3 separate regions of the Rattus norvegicus genome follow, and all the other regions are linked to region 1. The links are chromatin contacts, called in public Hi-C maps. All regions are on one chromosome and are shown on one strand. Each heading gives the region's core, a stretch centred on a gene start, on an enhancer-like site or on the middle of the called end of the contact. The rest is flanking DNA. Distances are from core to core; before and after follow the strand shown. Region 1 has its middle 320 kb from the start of Prox1. Region 2 overlaps LOC120096346 (a long non-coding RNA gene). Region 3 has its middle 120 kb from the start of Prox1.

The links. Hi-C and Micro-C count contacts between places; a contact is called where the count stands out from the background.
Region 2: a contact with region 1 is called in a Hi-C map of liver, with 4 times the contacts expected there. The contact joins two enhancer-like sites. A contact is called at or near these places in 2 of 12 Hi-C or Micro-C datasets (kidney and liver).
Region 3: a Hi-C map of liver shows a contact between it and region 1, with 15 times the contacts expected there. The contact joins two enhancer-like sites. A contact is called at or near these places in 2 of 12 Hi-C or Micro-C datasets (both in liver).

The regions. Positions count from the first base shown.
Region 1 is chr13:104,571,270-104,574,221 of GRCr8, forward strand. No RefSeq gene overlaps it. Among named protein-coding and RNA genes, the nearest start is that of Prox1, 320 kb to the left of the region's middle. Within about 2 kb of position 1,257, at least 5 of the 93 cell types and tissues checked have an H3K27ac peak or open chromatin away from gene starts, as enhancers often do. A contact at or near this core is called in liver, where this site is marked.
Region 2 is chr13:104,261,039-104,264,215 of GRCr8, forward strand. It overlaps LOC120096346 (a long non-coding RNA gene), which reads left to right. Exons shown (of 2, transcript XR_005492742.2): 2 at 1-3,177. Among named protein-coding and RNA genes, the nearest start is that of Prox1, 12 kb to the left of the region's middle. Within about 2 kb of position 1,328, at least 2 of the 93 cell types and tissues checked have an H3K27ac peak or open chromatin away from gene starts, as enhancers often do. A contact at or near this core is called in liver, where this site is marked.
Region 3 is chr13:104,124,473-104,127,515 of GRCr8, forward strand. No RefSeq gene overlaps it. Among named protein-coding and RNA genes, the nearest start is that of Prox1, 120 kb to the right of the region's middle. Within about 2 kb of position 1,404, at least 3 of the 93 cell types and tissues checked have an H3K27ac peak or open chromatin away from gene starts, as enhancers often do. A contact at or near this core is called in liver, where this site is marked.

The DNA.
Region 1 (2,952 bases), core at 7-2,506:
CCGACTTTTAGTGGGGTTGCCATCAATCAATCCCTTGAATCTGTTTTGGAAAAATTAAATAGCTCAAGTCAAGGCAAGCACAGTAAATAATCCTTCTACAATCCTAGTGAGTGGCGGGGACAGTGGAGACAGGGCGCTGTCCTCTCGTTATTTGAAATGCATTTAATTTGCCGCTGGATCCTCCACACCAGCCCAGGGTGCTCACAGGGCACAAAAAGAAGAAACCAAAAACTCTCTTCAAACATGGGGCTCTAGCCCAAGTGGGATAAGCGTGAGTGGGTACCGGGGGAATGACTTGTCAACAGGGAATCCAGTGGCTCTCTCTTGTGGTTTAGTGTGTAGGAGTTATCCCTTTAAGTAGGTGTGTGTGTATGTGTGTCTATTGTATGTATGTGTATATATGTATGTATGTGTATGTGTGTGTATGTGTGTATGTATGTGTGTATTATGTGTGTATGTGTGTATATTGTGTGTGTTGTGTGTGTATGTGTGTATGTGTGTGTACGTGTGTGTACATGTGTGTATGTGTGTGTGTACCTGTGTGTTGTGTATGTGTGTGTGTGCATGTGCGCAGGTGGGTGTATATTCACAAACACCTGTGTGGATAAAGGACAACCTTGAGTGTCATTCCTCAGGCGCTGTTTACCTTTTGATATACATTTCTCTGTATGGTTTCTGTTTATATTGTCACATTTGTGGGCGTGTGTGTGTGTGTGTGTGTGTGTGTGTGTGTGTGTGTGCCTATGAGTGTGGAGGTCTAGGACTGACACTGGGAGCCTTCCTTAAGTGCTTACCTCTTTATTCATTGAGGAATGGTTTCTTAGCTGAATCAGAGCCAGCCAGTCACAGGATCCCCTGTATCCACTCAGAGCTGGAATTACCGGCAGGTTGTTGCATCTGCCCAGCATTTCCATGGACTCTGGAAATGCAGGTTTATGTGGAGAAGGTGACCCATCTCCCATTTCTCACCCTGCCCCCCCCACACACATCATTTCTTGATGGGACAGGGTTTCTTGATGGCCTAGGACTTGCAAAGTAGGTTAGTCTGGAAAGTGAATCCCAAGAACCCGCCTGTCCCTGACTCCTGAGCACTGTGTTTAGAAGCGTGTGCTACCATGCCCCAATTCTTTTTCGTGGGTGCTGGGGATCAAACTCCAGTCGTCACGCTTCCAAGACAAACAATTTACTCACTGACTGTTTCCCAGCCCTCTATCTGGTTCTGATAGGCACAGGTCTGTGAGAAGCAGTAATAGGCTGCTGGGTGAGTAATTCCTGGAGTCAGACCAGAGACTGGCCTTGACCCTCTCTTACTGAGCATGGACCTTAGAGAAGCGGGTATCGTATCTGGTCCCAGTGTCCTCTGATAAGTCTGTTAGTGACTGGGTGGACCAATGAAGGGAAGATAACGGTCTATCCTTTGCCCTCCCCCCACAGACTGGTGGAAATCTTACCGTTTACTCTTCTTGGTTCGGGGCTGGCCCAGAACTGCTCTGACTGACTGAGCTGAGCAGTAGAAAGCTGAGCAGTCCCCTCTGGTTCTGATTGCTACAAGGACAAGCACCAAGTATTTTCCCCCTAGCATCAGAGACCAGCAACCAAGCCAAGAGTCAAACCATAACGGAAGATTGACAAAACAGTTGTAATGTGCTGATATTAAAATAGCTGTGCACACAGGGAATGACCCATAGAAGCCAGCAGAGGACAATATTCAGCGCTGAGGACACGGCAGGCATTCTCCACCTCCACAAGCTCACCTGTACTGGTAACACTGGTCAGATTACATTTTCTGACTATCTTACAATCCTGGAGCCTGTATCTACAAACGCACACCCCTGGACTCACAGATAGTGCCACATCGCTGTGCCCTCGTCTGTGTGCTTGTTTCTCATGCACCTCCGGTTTCCAAATCATTTGGCCAAGCTGCTGCTTTGCCTTCGTGACCGTCATGCTACAGGCAGCTCACCTAGGTCTCCTGTTGTAAGGCCACTGAAAGGCCACTTCCCTTTCAACAGGTCCGGAGCAGGTAAAGTTTATCAAACATTGATATGGAGTCCCCTGCTGTATACCTGAAAGCTTCTTGCTCTCTTTAGTCCCAGGAAGTCATCAGTTTTGCTTGAGAAACGGATCTTCGGATACTTTGGCATGACATTAGTAGAACTCCCTGACTGCGAGGAGATCTAGAGCCGTTGTTCTCAACCTCCCCAATTATTTATTACAGTTCCTCATGTTGTGGTGACCCTCATCCCCTCCCCTCCAGCCAGAACATTATTCTGTTGCTACCTCATCACTGCAAGTTTGCTACTGTTTTGAATCATAATGTAAATATCTGATATGCAGGATATCTGATAAGTGACCCCATGGGGGTCGGGACCTACGGGTTGAGAACCATTGATCTAGACCATAGTCTGAGAAAGAATGGAAGAGTGAGCTACGGAAAAGAACCCAAGTCCCTGAGGAGTCACTAAGTTAACCAGCTTTGGGGGCTCCTATAGTATGACCTCTTTCTAGGACAGTGTTCTAGTTTCATCACTATTGCCATAAAAAAATTACTCTGACAAAAATCAACTTAGCGGGCAATGTGGCTATTTAAAATGAGGATTCCTTTGCAGGGAGGTCAAGGTAAGAACTTCACCCAGCTAGTCATGTCACATCCACAGTCAAGAGCAGAGGGAATGAATGTAAGCACAGCTGCTTGCTTGCTTGCTTGCTTGCTTGCTTGCTTGCTATTGATTGATTGCTATTGATTGATTGCTGTGCTCTTCACTCTTTCATAGTTCAGAACTCCTGCCTCGGGAATGGTGCTACCCACACTGGGTCAGGTCTTCCCACATCCATTCATGTAATTAAGACAATCCCTCACAGATGTGCCCACAACCAACCCAGTGTAGACAATCCCTCGCTGAAACTCTTTCCAGATGACTCTAGTTTATGCCAAGTTGACAGTTAAAACCA
Region 2 (3,177 bases), core at 78-2,577, 310 kb before region 1:
GATATTTTCACAATAAACTTATTGAATGGAGAAAAATTACCAAGCTGTCTGCTTCCATTTTCCCTCTGGATTCCAGCGAAGGCTGTGGAAGGGAAGCCACTCGGGCCAGGCTTCACTGCACATCAGAGGACTCTGGCCGGCGGATCCGAGGACCCCCATTTTGTTGAAAATAGAATTGTAAAAAAAATAAAGGTGGTGGGGGCAGGTTAATCCTGTTAAACATGGTGTGTGTTTCTGCAGCGCGCAGGGAGGGATTAGAGGACGAAGGAGACCAAGTACTGTGTCAGCCTCGCCAGTGTCACTAAGGCGACATGACAACTTGTCTTGCGCGATCTTTACAGCATGTTAGGCTGACTCAGAAGTGTTTTCTGGCGTCCCCTTTGTGTCCCCCATGGGGTTCTTTCATTTCTTAAACTTTCTTTCTTTCCCTGTCCCTTTCTTCCCCACACCACGGCTTTGCTTTTTAATCCACGGTGTCTCCCTCAAGTCAAAACATTTAGCTGGCTCTGATCGAGATTTGGTTTTGAAGATGCCCTTTGACCTGGCACTGTGCAAAGCAGCCTCTGAGAAGTGTACAGTCCACCCTCAACCTTTTGCCCTTTCCCGGGGCTCCAGAAACAGCTTCTGGGGAAAACAGCTCGTTCTGGACCGCACATCACACACAGGAGCTGCCCCCTCCCTTTTTCGTCCATTCCTTCCTTCTCTCCTTCCCATACTGATTTACTTTCTCCACAAACCTTTCCACCTTTTTTGTTTCCCCACATCTCCGGGGCATTCACCCTGCCTAGAATGTTCCTTGTCACAGCTCTCTCCTTTCTTTCTTCCTTGTTTGCTGTTTTCTCTTCAGTTCTCCTTCAGTCAACAGCTTCCTTTCATCTGTTCTTTCCTAGAAATACCTTCTTGGGCAGCAGGTACGCAGCGCTGACTCCAGGGCTCTGCTGCCCTAAGCACACTGAGCTGTGTCCTCCGTCTCACTCTCTGAGACTCTTTCCCCTGTTCAATGTTATTTAATGACTTTTCCTCCTTTCCTTTCCTTTAAGCAGCACACGGACACTTGTAATAAAAGGTTGTGCACCCTTGAAGTTTTCCAAGCTGAAGTGAGGTCAGGTGACCCGGGAGGTGGTGAGGGGCCCCACGGCTGACACAGCAAACGAAGGAAGAGGTGCCGTAGAGGAAGCGTGGGTCACTGTCTTTCCGAAGCAGGTGTCCAGCCCGGTTGGCCATGTGGCTGGCTGTCCGTCTTTCTGAGGCTTAGACACCCTGTGGCCCACGGTCCCTTCCCCCGCTCCTGCTTTCCTCACTGGCTTACCACCAGAGACTAGATGTTGAGTCAATGGAAAAACAACGCTGGCCAACATTAAAGGGAGACTGTTTGGGAAAGGAAGGCCCTGCTAGGCCGCAGAGGAAGCCTGCGTGTTAACACGGGCACCTCTTATCTGGGGCAGCTGGGTCTGAGCTGAGTGTGCTCACTCTATCCTTTGGCAAGAGGTCTTCTGCAGACAGGCAGCCTTGGGACTGAGGAGCCATTCTCAGTCCAGAGTGTCCCCAGAACTGTAGAGACAAAAGCCATTGCTCCCCCTAGAGACCGAGACATGGACTGGGAAGCTATGGTTTGAAGGGAGCATGCTTCCTAAAGTCTCTGGATTCTATTCACCCTGGGCCCAGGGAACTAATTCCCATGTGCGGTGAGACTTCCCTTCTGGCCCAAATGTGAGTCCTGGGAAGACTAGAGAGAAAGCAACCTGAAGGAAGGGGGGAGGGGCTCTGAGTTGCTTACTGGAGTCCTGATAGAAGCATAAGGCAAGTGGCTACCAGAGCACAGATTCTCGGTATCTTTTGTGGCCCAGTGAGCTACAGCACACTGACATCTTCAGACCTCGTTCTGAGGAAAGGCTCGGCAGAACCTGTTAAGAGGAGGTCTGTCTCCTCAGCCTGCCTCAGATCCACCATGCCCATCACCAAGAAGTGTTTTCTCGGCGAGGTGAAGTCCCTGTGATAACGGCTGGACATGTTACTTTGGGAAACATTGGCTGCATCCACAGTAACAGAACAGCTTGGAGTTCCATTCTGCTTCTGGGCGAGTTTGAATCAGACGCTAGATGTGAGCTAGTCATTGCTGCCTTTCCATTTGTGCTGTGTGTGTGTGTGTGTGTGTGTGTGTGTGTGTATCTGTGTGTGTGTATCTGTGTGTGTCTGTATGTGTGTGTATTTGTGTGTGCATGTGTCTGTGTGTGGGGGTGTGTGTTTCTGTGTGTGTGTGTGTCTCTGTGTGTGTGTATTTGTGTGTGCATGTGTCTGTGTGTGTATCTGTGTGTGTATCCATATGTGTGTGTCTGTGTGTGTATCTGTGTGTGTATCCATATGTGTGTGTATTTGTGTGTGCATGTGTGTGTGTGTGGGGTGTGTGTGTCTGTGTGTACATGTGTGTGTGTCTGTATGTGTGTGTATTTGTGTGTGCATGTGTGTGTGTGGGGTGTGTGTGTCTGTGTGTGCATGTGTGTGTGTGTGTCTATGTGTGTGTGTCTATGTGTGTGTATTTGTGTGTGTGTGTCTGTGTGTGTATGTGTGTCTGTGTGTGTGTGTCTGTGTGTGTCTGTGTGTATTTGTGTGTGTGTGTCTGTGTGTCTATGTCTGTGTGTGTGTATTTGTGTATGTGTGTCTGTGTGTGTGTGTATGTATGTATGTGTGTGTGTTGTGTGTATGTGTGTGTGTTGTGTGTATGTGTGTGTATGTGTGTGTGTGTATGTGTGTGTGTGTTGTGTGTATGGGGCAGGCAGGTGTTATTCCTCAGGCACTGTATCTACACTCATATCACTTTTATTTCTAAATTGAATTAAATTTAATATTTATAATAAATAATTAAATTAAATTATTTATTTTTTTATTCTTTCATTTTTATTCATCTGATTTTCTTATATTGTCCCCTTCCTTCCTTCCTTCCTTCCTTCCTTGCTTCCTTCCTTCCTTCCTTCCTTCCTTTGTCTCTCTCTCCCTCTCTCTCTACCTCCCCTCTCTCTCTCCCTCCCTCTCTCTCTCCCCCTCCTCTTTCTCTTCATTTATTTCTGAGATAAGCCTCTTACTGGCCTAGTGCTTGCCCGGGAAGCTAGACTGACTGGCCAGCCAGCCCTGGGGATCTGCCTGCTTCAGCCTCCCCCAGCACAAAGCTGAATTATAGCG
Region 3 (3,043 bases), core at 154-2,653, 450 kb before region 1:
TTTGTTTCCAGTTGGGAGGTGAGGTCAAAGGTTAGCTTTCATAGAGGCTCACTATCCAGACAAGGCCTGAAGCCTTTCCAGGGGCAGAGTCCGGGTGACGTTGGATGTTGACCTCTAGTGTCAATGGACAAGGGGCCAGTGATGAAATCTTTGCCTCAGGTTTTCTAGGCAAAAACGGGAACTTAGCTATGTAGAGCCATAACCAGACTTTGTTATTCAAGGAGACCTGTGAAACGAGAGGTCTGGATTCACCGCGGACTGACTGTTTCCTTGAGTCTAAAAGGAGGCAAAGTCGTACTGAGCACCTGGAACCCTCCTAAAACGTTCTCTGTGTGTATGGTTTATCTGTAGGCAATGTGTTTACATACGTGTGCATGTCTGGAGACCAGAGGATGATGTTGAGTCTTTCTCAGGTTCCATTTTGACACACGGCTTCTCACTGAAACTGCCTTAGCTGACCCGGCTGGCCGGTAAGCCTCAGGGATCCCTGTCTCCCTCTGTCCAGTGCTGGCATTGCAGGTACTCACCACTGTGCTCAGCTTTTTATCTGGGTGCTGGGGTTCTGAACTCAGGTCCTGGTGCTTGCATAGCAAACGCTCCACCCCCGACCTATCTCCCAGTCCACCAGACGGGAGTCTCAGGCAGTAAAAGGAGTCACAGACGCCAAGAGCTTAGAGCCGGACGCTGCCTATAGCTGCCCCAGGAGATGCTATTGTTTTTCTGTCCTTGAGACCAACTGCAGCCACTCAAGAGAAATGGCTGTGCGGTGGGCACCCTGTTAGGCATAATTTCATCCTCATAGAAACTCTCTGTGCTACTGATTTTTTTTTGTCCCCAGGCATAGATGAAGAAAGTGAGGCATGGGGACCATCTGCTCAAGGTTACACATTAATGGATAAGGGACGTGGAAATCTAACTCAGGGGTGGCTGGCACAAGCTATCGCTTCTTACTACAAGGTACCCCGAGCAAAGCAAACAAACAAACAAAAAACAAAAACAAAATAAAAAAACCCAAACAAACAGAACAAGAAGCATCCTCACCCTAGGTATGTTCCAGGCCTCCTGAGAAGGCTATCCGGGAGCTCTTTCAACAGCCAACACGACAGAGTCATGGCTGTGATGTTTTCAAGCGATGTTTTTTAAAAGGATTCTTTTGGAACGATAACTAGATCTCGGGAAGTTTATTTTACGTAAGATTCCAACTTTTTTTTTGTAAGCTTTTGTGCAGCTTATGGGTTGCTCTGTTTTGCCTTAGCGTTTAAAGACCTGGTCTTCCTTTAAGGGCACGCGGAGGCCCCTTCAAAATCAAACCGGTCAATGGCATTGATTGGCTTTGCTGCTGTGTGCAGAAGACATTTCATGAAGGCTTTCTGTGCCAGCTGAGCCTGTCACCGCGGATGGCATTTGAGGCTAGAGACTCAGCTGTGTCCTGTAGGGCTGTGGGTGAGGGATAGTGCGTGTTGGGGCACTCCTGTGCACTGCTGCGAGGGGTCCAGGTGAAGTTGGGGTGCATCGTGTGGTGGTAAGGGTGGAAACACAGAATCCCTGAGGTCCCCAATACCCTCTTTCTTCAAGGAAAGGATGACCAGCATAACCTGAAGATTTGTCACACTCAGAGTGGAGTTGACTCTGACTGAGCTTGCTCCTTGGCTAGCTCACTGCTCCTGGCTCCTGAACTTTTCCTCCCCCCCCCCCCACCAAGACCACAACAAGGGAAGATTGACAGCTGGAATGGAAAAACCCACAGTGTGGTCTACAAATACAGATAGGGCCAGAAGTGGGGGAAGATCCTCTCTCCTTCCCTGTTTGTTCAGAGATAAAGAGGCCCATTCAGTCCACATGGGGTTCAGAAATTTAAACATACATCAATGGATGGCAGAATGGAACTGCCCTGCTTGGGCCAAGTCCAGAGTCAGGCACCTCAGGTTCCGAGCCCTCTGTGCCAAGTGTCCCCAATCCCTCCCTTTCAAACCGTCACCCTTTAAGCATTTACTGTGCAATCTCAGAGCCAAGACGTTTCTTTTTCTTCTATATTTTTTTGATTTAAAAAAAGAAGCCTCTTATATTTCTAATCCTGGAGTTTCAGATCTGACAATCCCCGTTCCAAAGACAAAAGTTCTTTTTTTCTTTTGTCTTATCTTTTTTTTTAATTCTTTACTGGAATTTTTTCATTCCTTCTCACCCATCCCAGCCCCATTTCTCATTTCCTCAGGAAACCATTTAGCTAGAGACACAGGGAAAGTTCCCCCAGCACATTTCACCAGCCCCCACAGACTCCCACATTCCAGGCAGTGATCAGACACTAAGAACGCACAGTCTCGCCCGTGAGCATTTCTGCCAGGGGACAGTTGGAAAGGCTCTCACCCCTATTCACACCAGCTTGCCTTCAGGAACTCCTGCAAATGTCAGGTCGGCCCCTCCATGTCACTTTTTGGAATATCCAGGTAAAGCCACCACGGAGCTCCCATGGGGTCACTGGAGAGGACACTCCTGTGTGCTTTCCAGGATTCTCTTGGAAGAGCACCTGCAGAGACAGTCTGGGGGAGGGGGCTGCAGTGGGAAGATGCTGCACTCTGCAGAGTTTTATCTGTTGGCGGACAGGCGACCGGCGGGCAAGACCTCTGTTCCCTGTTTTGGAGGAAGGCTCTGCATCTCCAGGAGGAACGAATAGACCCAAAGAGAGCAAATTAAGTGTGTGTTTTGGTGGTAAGTGTTAGGAGGAAATAAAACATTTATGGAAATAAACTATTTTACTATAATGAGTAATTTCCACTGTGTTTTCAAAAAAAAAAAAGTGTCCCTAATACTCCAAGAGTCAGTTGTCTGCTGTCAGGGATCAGGCATTCCTTGGGGAATGAGGGATGCCTTTGTCCTGTCTACAGCAGGGAGCCTACATCTTCCCACAAAGGTAGGCTAAGAATTTCCACCAGCAAAGATCTGGCATCGCATGGGTTCCGCACTAACTCCTGGTTGGACACCATGTGACGAGAAGGGGGGGGGCGTCTGTAGAGAGCTTAAAAAGCATTCTCCACTTTATGGTTCC